Regions from separate parts of the Mus musculus genome. Here region 2 is linked to region 1. A link is a contact called in public promoter capture Hi-C data. All regions are on one chromosome and are shown on one strand. Each heading gives the region's core, a stretch centred on a gene start, on an enhancer-like site or on the middle of the called end of the contact. The rest is flanking DNA. Distances are from core to core; before and after follow the strand shown.

The links. Promoter capture Hi-C pulls out the DNA fragments that hold promoters and counts their contacts.
Region 2: a promoter capture Hi-C map of liver shows a contact between it and region 1, with 2.3 times the contacts expected there. The contact joins the promoter of Tnfrsf18 here to the promoter of Mmp23 in region 1. A contact is called at or near these places in 2 of 39 promoter capture datasets (both in liver) and 1 of 484 Hi-C or Micro-C datasets (embryonic stem cells).

What each region holds. Positions count from the first base shown.
Region 1 is chr4:155,650,734-155,655,394 of GRCm38.p6, reverse strand. It overlaps Mmp23 (matrix metallopeptidase 23), which reads left to right and starts at 2,011. Exons shown (of 8, transcript NM_011985.3): 1 at 2,011-2,367; 2 at 2,810-2,946; 3 at 3,034-3,173; 4 at 3,243-3,410; 5 at 3,800-3,964; 6 at 4,046-4,156; 7 at 4,262-4,388; 8 at 4,512-4,661. The coding sequence starts at 2,215. It overlaps Mib2 (mindbomb E3 ubiquitin protein ligase 2), which reads left to right. Exons shown (of 20, transcript NM_001369164.1): 18 at 1-143; 19 at 225-290; 20 at 402-927. The coding sequence ends at 640.
Region 2 is chr4:156,023,669-156,028,329 of GRCm38.p6, reverse strand. Tnfrsf18 (tumor necrosis factor receptor superfamily, member 18) reads right to left here and starts at 2,008. Exons shown (of 5, transcript NM_009400.3): 1 at 1,793-2,008; 2 at 892-1,014; 3 at 281-368; 4 at 1-109. The coding sequence starts at 1,943. It overlaps Gm16008 (predicted gene 16008), which reads left to right. Exons shown (of 5, transcript NR_169176.1): 3 at 4,493-4,630.

The DNA.
Region 1 (4,661 bases), core at 762-3,261:
GCATGTGCTGAGTACTCCTAACACCGTGACGAACCTGCACGTGTCTGGCACGGCAGGGCCAGAAGCTGCCGAGTGCCTGGTGTGCTCGGAGCTGGCATTGCTAATTCTGTTCTCACCGTGTCAGCACCGCACAGTGTGTGAGGGTGAGTTCGGGGTGTGTGTGGAGGACCAGGGTGGCCCAGCTGCCTAGTCCAGCCCTACTAACAGTGCACCGCCCCCGGCAGAGTGCGCTCGAAGGATGAAGAAGTGTATCAGGTGCCAGGTGGTCATCAGCAAGAAGCTCCGCCCAGGTGGGTAGGGTGGGGCTCGGCCCCGCCCCTCCTCGTCCTGTGGCGTGCTCACCGGCCTGCACCTAATCTCCACGCCTTCTGTTGCTGATTCCCACTCACCTCATCCCACAGACGGCTCAGAGGTGGTAAATGCCATCCAGGTGCCCGGCCCGCCTCGGCAACTGGTGGAGGAGCTACAGAGCCGCTACAGGCAGATGGAGGAGCGCATCACCTGCCCCATCTGCATCGACAGCCACATCCGCCTGGTGTTCCAGTGCGGCCATGGAGCGTGCGCGCCCTGTGGCGCCGCGCTTAACGCCTGCCCCATCTGCCGCCAGCCCATCCGCGACCGCATTCAGATCTTCGTGTGAGCGCACTCCACACGCCGTGGCTGATCGCAGACCTTCCTTCAAAACCCCTGTATTTTATAAAAAGATTATCGGACTTTGCTTCCTGTTCCTTGCCTAAGGGTGTTGGGCAGGCCCCAGAGATCCTCACCGCCCCTCCCCCGCTGCCCAGGCCCCACCCCACGCCCCGCCCGGCATCAGGCTCCAGACTGCCTGGAGATCAGGAACGCTCTGGATGAGGATGCAGCCCGCCAAAAGTGCGCGCTGGCTTTGGTTTGACACAAGATGGTCCGTCCGGAAACTCCAAAAGGCTCACGTGGCTTTTCTATCGCCCCTATAAGAGGGCCACCCCCCTTTGCTCTTCCCCTTGCCTATTACTCCCTCCGCCCCTCTGGGGCAGGACTTGAACTGTGAAGGTTTTGGTCAAAGCAACACGACTTAGAGAGGGTCCTGGCTAGGAGGGAGTTGGGTTGGAAGCCGCCAAGCTCTTGACAGTTACGTTGGGGCTGAGTGAAGAAGCAAGAGAGGGTCCGTCCACTTGTTGGAACAAACACTTAGTAAGGAAGGGAGGGGGCAGATGGCTGACCCTTTTCAAGAACTTCCAGCGCAGCTATTACGGGCCACAGGGCACTCCAGCTGCTTGGCTCTGACTCTGCTGGCCAAGTACATTGTTGCTGTCACCTAGGGTCCAAGGTCGGAGTGGAAGACTGGGAGGGAGAAAACCCCGGCTCCTGCGCCTGCTCTCACCCACCCACAGTCAGCTCCGTCCCGTCCCGGGATCGCAGCTGTGCCTGGCATAATTTCGGTTGCCATGCCGCGTTCATTCGGTACCCACCCAGCACAGCCATCAGCTGCCGGGTCTAGCTTTCAGGCCTTGGACCATAGCTCCTGCCTCCTAACCCTACCGCGCCAGACCACCACACTCAGTTCCTGACTCAGTTGCCTTAATCCCCTCTCCTCTGAGGCAGGGATTCCAGGTGCTGGCACCTTCCCCAAACTTCCTGCACTGGACCAACGAGAGCACCCTCTGGTTAAAGCAGTTGCCCTAAGGACTCCCGCTGGTCTCCTTGTCTTTCCTGAGGCATCTTTCCTCTCTGCTCGCTCAGCCACCCTGCTCTCATTGCCACGTCCCCTCGCTCTGCGCTCCCCTCTGGCGGGTATGCTCCTTACACTCAGTCACTGCGGTCCAGGACCGAGGCTTCCCTCCCAAATTTCATTGTGGTACCAGAGGGTTGAGGGGGGAAGCCAAATGTCATTCAACTCCGACCAGTGGGTGCGGGGAGCAATTGATGCCCCTACCCCAAATCTGAGCCCCGGCGCCTCGCGTTCTGACAGACCCCCCGACACTGTAGGGTGTGTTCTGGCCTCTGCCGCCGACCCTTCGGCCTGGTTCCTGGAATCGCACCGGGGGATGCGGACGGTTCCAGACTTAACGAGTCGGTTCCTTATTTGAGCCAGCGCAGCCGGGTCCTCTCTTCACCATAGGGCTGTAACTCGAGCCGTCCGCCGCCCATCCCCTTCCCACTCCGCCCCAGCTCTGCGATCCAGGTCCCTACGTCGCGCGGCCCCTTGTGGCCCTAACCCGACTGGAGTCTGCCATGGGCTGCCGGGCCTGTCTCCGTCCGGAGGCGTCCGGCGCGGTACAGGGCCGCTGGTTGGGGGCTGCCCTGAGCGGGTTGTGCCTTCTCTCCGCGTTGGCGTTGCTGGAGTGGCTAGGGGCGCCGACCGAGACCGCCTGGAGGGCAGCTCAGGTGAGAGGACGAAAGGCTAGTAAGTGCGAGGAGCGGGTCAGCATCTGAGGGTGTATCAGTGGGGCCCGCGTGTGAGGGGCTTTGTGGGATGGCATGTGAGTGCCTGGTTCCGAGAATCTTGGGTCATTGTGTCCAGCGGCCGCTGGAGGTGGGAGACCGCATCCATCCCCAACTCTGCCCATTCCCAATAGGTTTTGTTTTGTTTTCCCGAGCCAAGATTTCATTGTGTAGCCCGGGCTGACTTCTGTAGACCATCTGCCTCTGCGCTCAGAGATTAAAGGCATGCGCCACCATGGCTGGCTCAACTCCTAAAGCCCAAAACCTAATAGAGGGCTCATCCACAGCTTCCTCTATCCCGTTGCCTAAAGTCTGCTTCTGATAACAACTCTCGGGCACTAGAGACTTTCCTCTGGCCTCCTCACATTCACTTCTCCCTATGAAGGGAAATGTAGATGCGCCAAATGTGGGCAGCTCCACTGCCCAGGTACCCAGACTGTTGACCATGTCGGTAACCCGAAGACGCCGCTACACGCTGACACCGGCCAGGCTGCGCTGGGACCACTTCAACCTCACATACAGGTGCCACCTGGACCAGCGAGGAGGGTGGTCAGGTCATAACTCAGACACCAACACTGACTCTAACATCACCGCCGCCCTCCACCACAGAGTTCTTTCCTTCCCCCGGAATCTTTTAAGCCCGGAAGAGACGCGAAGGGGCCTGGCTGCTGCCTTTCGAATGTGGAGTGATGTTTCCCCATTCAGTTTCCGTGAGGTGGCCCCTGAACGTCCCAGTGACCTCAAGATAGGTGGGTAACTGAAGAGCTCCCGACCGCGCCCAGCCTCGCAGGTATTATTGCAGCCTTGTGTTTTCTTAGGTTTCTACCCAGTCAACCACACCGACTGCTTGGTCTCTGCAGTGCACCACTGCTTTGATGGTCCCACAGGTGAACTGGCCCACGCTTTCTTCCCACCCCACGGTGGCATTCACTTTGATGACAGCGAGTACTGGGTCTTGGGCCCCACACGCTACAGTTGGAAGAAAGGTGACCCAACTCCTTAGTCTGTCCTTCTGGGGGTGTCATTCTCTCCTCTGTGTGGACTACAAAAGGGTTTGAGGCAGGAAGGGTTTCCTGGGGCTTTCCTGGGGCTGAGTATTAGGGTCAAGCAATCAAGGAAGAGGAACACTGGGTCTCACAGGCCTGAGTCGTTGTCCCCGCCTCCACTCCTCCTCCCCCACATGCCACAGAAGAGGGAGTTGGAGTTGCATTCCTGAAGGCCAAGCTCACAGCCTAGGCTGGGGAAACATACTTATCTTCCTTGGCTGTGGGTTAAGGGTGGCTTGCGGCTGAGGCCCAGCATCAGTGCTGGGCCTCCTGGAGCAAGACTGGGAGTGGAGGGGCTGAGGGCTCCCTACTAAGCCATTGGCCCACAGGTGTTTGGCTCACAAACCTGGTGCACGTGGCAGCCCATGAGATTGGCCATGCACTGGGCCTGATGCACTCACAGCAAGATCAGGCGCTCATGCACCTCAATGCCACATTGCGAGGCTGGAAGGCACTGTCCCAGGATGAACTGTGGGGGTTACACCGACTCTATGGTGGGTGCAGGGGGGCAGGTGGGTAGGTGGATGAGCGGTGGGGCTCTGGGCAAGCCCTAAGCCAGGTTGCCTTCCTGTTAGGCTGCCTGGACCGGATTTTTGTGTGTGCATCCTGGGCACGAAAGGGATTTTGTGATGTCCGCCAGAGGCTCATGAAGAGGCTCTGCCCCAGAAGCTGTGATTTCTGTTATGGTGACTAAGGCTCAGATGGGGTTGGTGTGGGTCTCTGAGCTGCATCTTGGGCCTGGTTCGATGGGGGCTAGCACTGACTTCTCATTTCACCATTCTCTTGAGTAGAATTCCCATTTCCCACGGTGGCCACCACCACATCACCCACCAGAACGAAAACAAGGTTGGTGAGAGAGGGTAGGAACATGACCTTCCACTGTGGACAGAAGATCCTACACAAGAAAGGGAAAGTATAGTGAGTAGCCAGCACTGGGCAGGCTTGGGGCTTGGGGCTCCCTGGGATACCCTTGGTGTGCATATCCTGGGGCCCTTGGCATGGGCAGGGCAGGCAAGGCATGCAGGAACCTAACCTCTGCAGCTGGTACAAGGACCAGGAACCCCTGGAGTTCTCCTACCCTGGCTATCTGGCCCTGGGTGAGGCACAGCTGAGCATCATTGCCAACGCAGTCAACGAAGGCACCTACACATGTGTGGTACGCCGGCACCAGCGTGTTCTCAGCACCTACTC
Region 2 (4,661 bases), core at 759-3,258, 370 kb before region 1:
GATGACAGTCAAATGGCCGTATTGCTCAGTGGGCAGTGGCTCCGGGATGCACACAGCATTGTGGGTCTTGTTCCCAGGGAACATGGTGAGAAATCCAAACTGAGAACAGCTGGGACACAGACAGACACTGTCAGGATTGGTTACCAAAGGGACCACACTAGAAGGACTGCTGTCCCCTAAGCCATTTGGGAGAAGAATGGGGGTTCTCTGGTGGTCACTGCAAGAAAGGGATAGGGGAGGCTTTCTTAGAACGGGCCTAGGCTACTCATCCAGGACTTACTTGGTCCAAAGTCTGCAGTGACCGTCACGACCTGCGGAGAAGGTGCCCATGGCACAGGCAACACACCGGAAGCCAAACACAATATCCCCTGTGGATAGACAGAATATTAGGACCCCTGAAGTTAATGAAGAAGGAGTCAGACAAGGGTCTATCTATTCACCAGGTCTAATGTCCACAGGTCTAGGGCCTGAATAAGCTATTGCTTACCATGTGTGCCTATTCTAGAACTGGCATGATACATTGGTCCCTATGAAGACGGACAGGATTGGTGGTAAGATCTGACCATAGTCAGAATAATAATAGTCTGAGAGCAGACCAGCACCTGGGCAGCTCCCCACAGCCTCTCACCAACATCCCTGAGAAGACATCCCCACCCTCACGATGGACCATTCCTGCCTAAGAAGAAGGGCTCGGGTACCCAGAGACCACTTGACCCACCTATCCCTTCTAGAATCTAGGATGTAGGTCTTTGCCTACCTAGAAGATGCACCCGTGAGAGCTCTATCTGCAAACATTCTTACATGTCTACACATGCTCACTGGGTATATCAGCTTGGCCCTAGGTCCAACTCATGATTGTCTGTGGCTTTTATCAGTCCCCTAGGAACATACCTTGAGACTCCACCCTCTGGCCTGGTTGGCAGGGGTAGTGCTTGCAGATCTTGCACTGAGGGTCTCCACAGTGGTACTCAGGTGTGACACATATGCACCTTTCTTTTGGACAGTCCTCCTTGCCTGGACAAGAATAAGAGCCTCAGCCATTAGACAGAGCCCCTTCTCCAGAGCTTCTACTGATCCTTCAAGTATTTAGGGTGCTATGGCTCCATTCTCAATCAACCCCAATTGCAAGACCCTAAGCTTTGTCTAGTTCACTGTTTCATTTCAGTTGGCTGACAGCTAGCATATATACCTCCCACTGCTCTAAAGTTGTGGTTTCGTAAGTTCCATTGGATGTGGGAGTCACCTGGGGCTTCCTATGGGCCCTGGGCCCATGCTGCCCCATTCTCACCCCATATTGCCCCTCAAGGGACTAGAACAACCTCATCAGCTGCCTTCACTGATATCCACATCTCTATCTCAGAGACATGGGGCTTCAGAGCTGCCCCTTTCTATACCAGAAGTGTGGCAAGGTGAGGTGCTGAGATATTCTTCTTTGGTCCACAGACTGTCCTACACCTACAATTGTAAGTCACAGTCAGTGGACAAACCAGAGGAAATGTTGAGACTCCAACCCAGACAAAGAGTATCTTCAGTGATGGCTAAGGTTTGGTCCACCTAACAGATGGTCCTCTTTCATCTTGGATCCCCAATCCTTCTTCAGGGAGAAGTTCCCAGCCTCTTTTGCCTCTGCTCCCACATTCTGAGAGGAAGTTGTCCCTCTACCTCCTTATCAGAGCTCCAGACTCAAAGATTTACCTACCAACTCACATGTGCCCTGTGCCCAGCCTCCTCATATGAGTGTCGGGAAGGGCGCTGCTCTACAGCCTGAGTCCCACTCTCCTCCTTGCCTTACCTGGAGCATACAGGCTGCAGCAGCGAGTGTTGTTGCCACTTCCGTTCTGAACCTTGCCAGGGCCACAGCCAGGCTCCTCAACTACACTCGGCTGACCTAGGTCCAGCACACAGAGCATCGAGACTCCATACAGCATGGCCCATGCCCCCATAGTGCTTCTCCTGAGTCTTCTGTCGGCTGATTTCAGGAGTTCCCGCTCCAACTTGCCTTGTCTCTGCCTCTGCCTCTGTCCCCACCCCTCAGACTGGGCTTCAGGCCAGCTCCACCTCCAGTTTCCGGCAGACATCTGAGGTGTTTGTAAAGGCCTTCTGTGAAGTGTAGAGCAGAGCTATCCCCTTTCTGGACATCTCCTAACCCCTACATGCCTCTCCCAACTCCAGCAAACTCGCCCTGGCTAGGCTACAGAGGAAAAGGATGCCCATTCACATGTGCCACTGCTGCCACCTGTGGGCACCCCTTATTGTATAAAACTACCCCCTTCCCCCTTCTGCCCCAGGAAGTTCCTCTAAGCCTGGGAAACTAGGAGAGCCAGCGAGAGGAGTCCAGAGCACACACCATGCCTCGTTAAGAAGATCATCATAAAGTAGGTATTCCTAGCAAGTACATGAAGCCATGGGCGGTGTGGCCTGCCCAGGTCTAGCCTTGGCAGTTCCAGCTTGGCTCTCCCTGGAGCCACTTTTGTTCACTTCCTCACACAATTTTAGACAACAAGAAAGGAGTCCCAGATACAGGTGAGCCTCATTTTCTTGAACATGGCCAGCATGGCTCTGACAGGCCTTGCCCTTCTCTTCCATTCTCTCTGACTGGCTAGATTACACCCCTAAACTCAGGGTTACCTGCCCACCAAGGTCTTTTCTCTTATTTGGCCATTTCCTCCTCCGGAGGCTGACTGCCAAGGTTCCGCTATCAAAGTATTGAAGTCCAGCAATCAAAAAACCCCTTTGGTTCAACTAATTAACATGCCCAATTAAAATATACCACTGCATCCTAATCCATTCTAACACAGGCCTCCCCTTTTTCTCTTCTTAAAAATTGCATGTGAAGCCGGGTGTGGTGGCGCTCGCCTTTAATCCCAGCACTCGGGAGGCAGAGGCAGGCAGATTTCTGAGTTCGAGGCCAGCCTGGTCTACAGAGTGAGTTCCAGGACAGCCAGGGCTACACAGAGAAACCCTTTCTCAAAAAACAAACAAACAAACAAACAAACAAAAATTACATGTGAAAGGTCATTTGCTGCTGTTTTTGTGCCTGAGTCAGAAAACAACCACTTTAACTTTTCTTCCCTGCTTAGTAAAGAATCTCTCTGTGAGAACAGGTGTTTGTGTGTAGTTTGTGCCTAATCTGGGGTCTGAAAGAGAGCCAATGCTGTGCTGGGAGTCTCCTAACAGCTTCTTCGTGTGGCCACTGACGGTTCTGGAACCCTGCCTCTGTCAGGAGTCCTCTGCTGTACTCAGCCTTACTTCCCACATCTTCCAGCTGAATAAGCACAGGGAAACATAGTGAGGACTGTTGGGAGGACCGAGGGTGAATTTGAACATCTCAGGATATAACTGTGGTGTAACTTTAATTTTTTCACCCTTACTTTTAATGATGGTTCTTTTTTTTTTTTTTTTTTAATTCTTTTTTTTTTTTTTTTAAAGAGTTATTTATTTATTTATTATATATAAGTACACTGTAGCTGTCTTCAGACACTCCAGAAGAGGGAGTCAGATCTCGTGATCGGATGGTTGTGAGCCACCATGTGGTTGCTGGGATTTGAACTCCTGACCTTCGGAAGAGCAGTCGGGTGCTCTTACCCACTGAGCCATCTCACCAGCCCAATGATGGTTCTTAAATGCGTTAACTTCCCTTGTAGCCCACCACCCACCAGACATAGTGGGAAAGAAAGGACACAGGGGACGTGGCTCTGTTTAGAAAGGTTCTTTGGAGCAACTCCTGTCTGTGTTGTCTGGAAATCGGCAGTTCAGTTCACAGGTCAGCAGGCAGTCGCAGCTAGGTCTACTTGCAAACACTTCACAGATACACCAGTTCAGTAGAGTCAGGTTAGCAACAGCGGTGACATGCCCTAGCAGCCAGCCAGGCCAGGAAGGACTAACAGAAACACTAGAAGTTCTTGGCTCTGTCTCTCTCAGGGAAGCAAAGATCAGTGAAGACTCAAGACACATGAGCGGTGTACAGCTAGATGTATCAGCAAGCCAAGCTCTCTCTCCAACACTCGGTGGAGTCCTATTTTTACTCCCTCCAAATATCATGTGTCCTCCACGTGCTGAAGGAAAGCATGCCTGTAATTAGCAAAGAATCCTTCATCACGTGTCCTTTCATGCGCTTGCTTTAGCAGGGCATCCTCTCTCCTGTGTCTGCTTCAAGAGTCCGCCTTAGCTTTGCACACCTGTGTCCACTTTATTTTATTTTAAATATTTATTTATTTATTATATGTAAGTACACTGTAGCTGTCTTCAGACACTCCAGAAGAGGGCGTCAGATCTCATTACAGATGGTTGGGAGCCACCATGTGGTTGTTGGGATTTGAACTCAGGACCTTTGGAAGAGCAGTCAGTGCTCTTAACCGCTGAGCCTTCTCTCCAGCCCCCTGTGTCCACTTTAATGAAACATTCCTTCAACGTGATTGCCCCAGTAAAACCCCATCCAACCGCCTTTCCAAAGAACCCTTAAGTTTCCTTTTCACTATGGTTGTGTTCACAGGTGGGAGGCCATTGTGATTGTGATAGACCCGGGAAACCTGGTCTGACGCCCTTTTAAACTGCAGTTGGAGGAGGCTGACGAAGTAAAAAAGTTGACGTTGCCAGCTAACTATGCGACCCTTTTGATGTCTGTTGTCAGGTGTGTAAGCTTCTTGAGTGGCAGCCCGGGT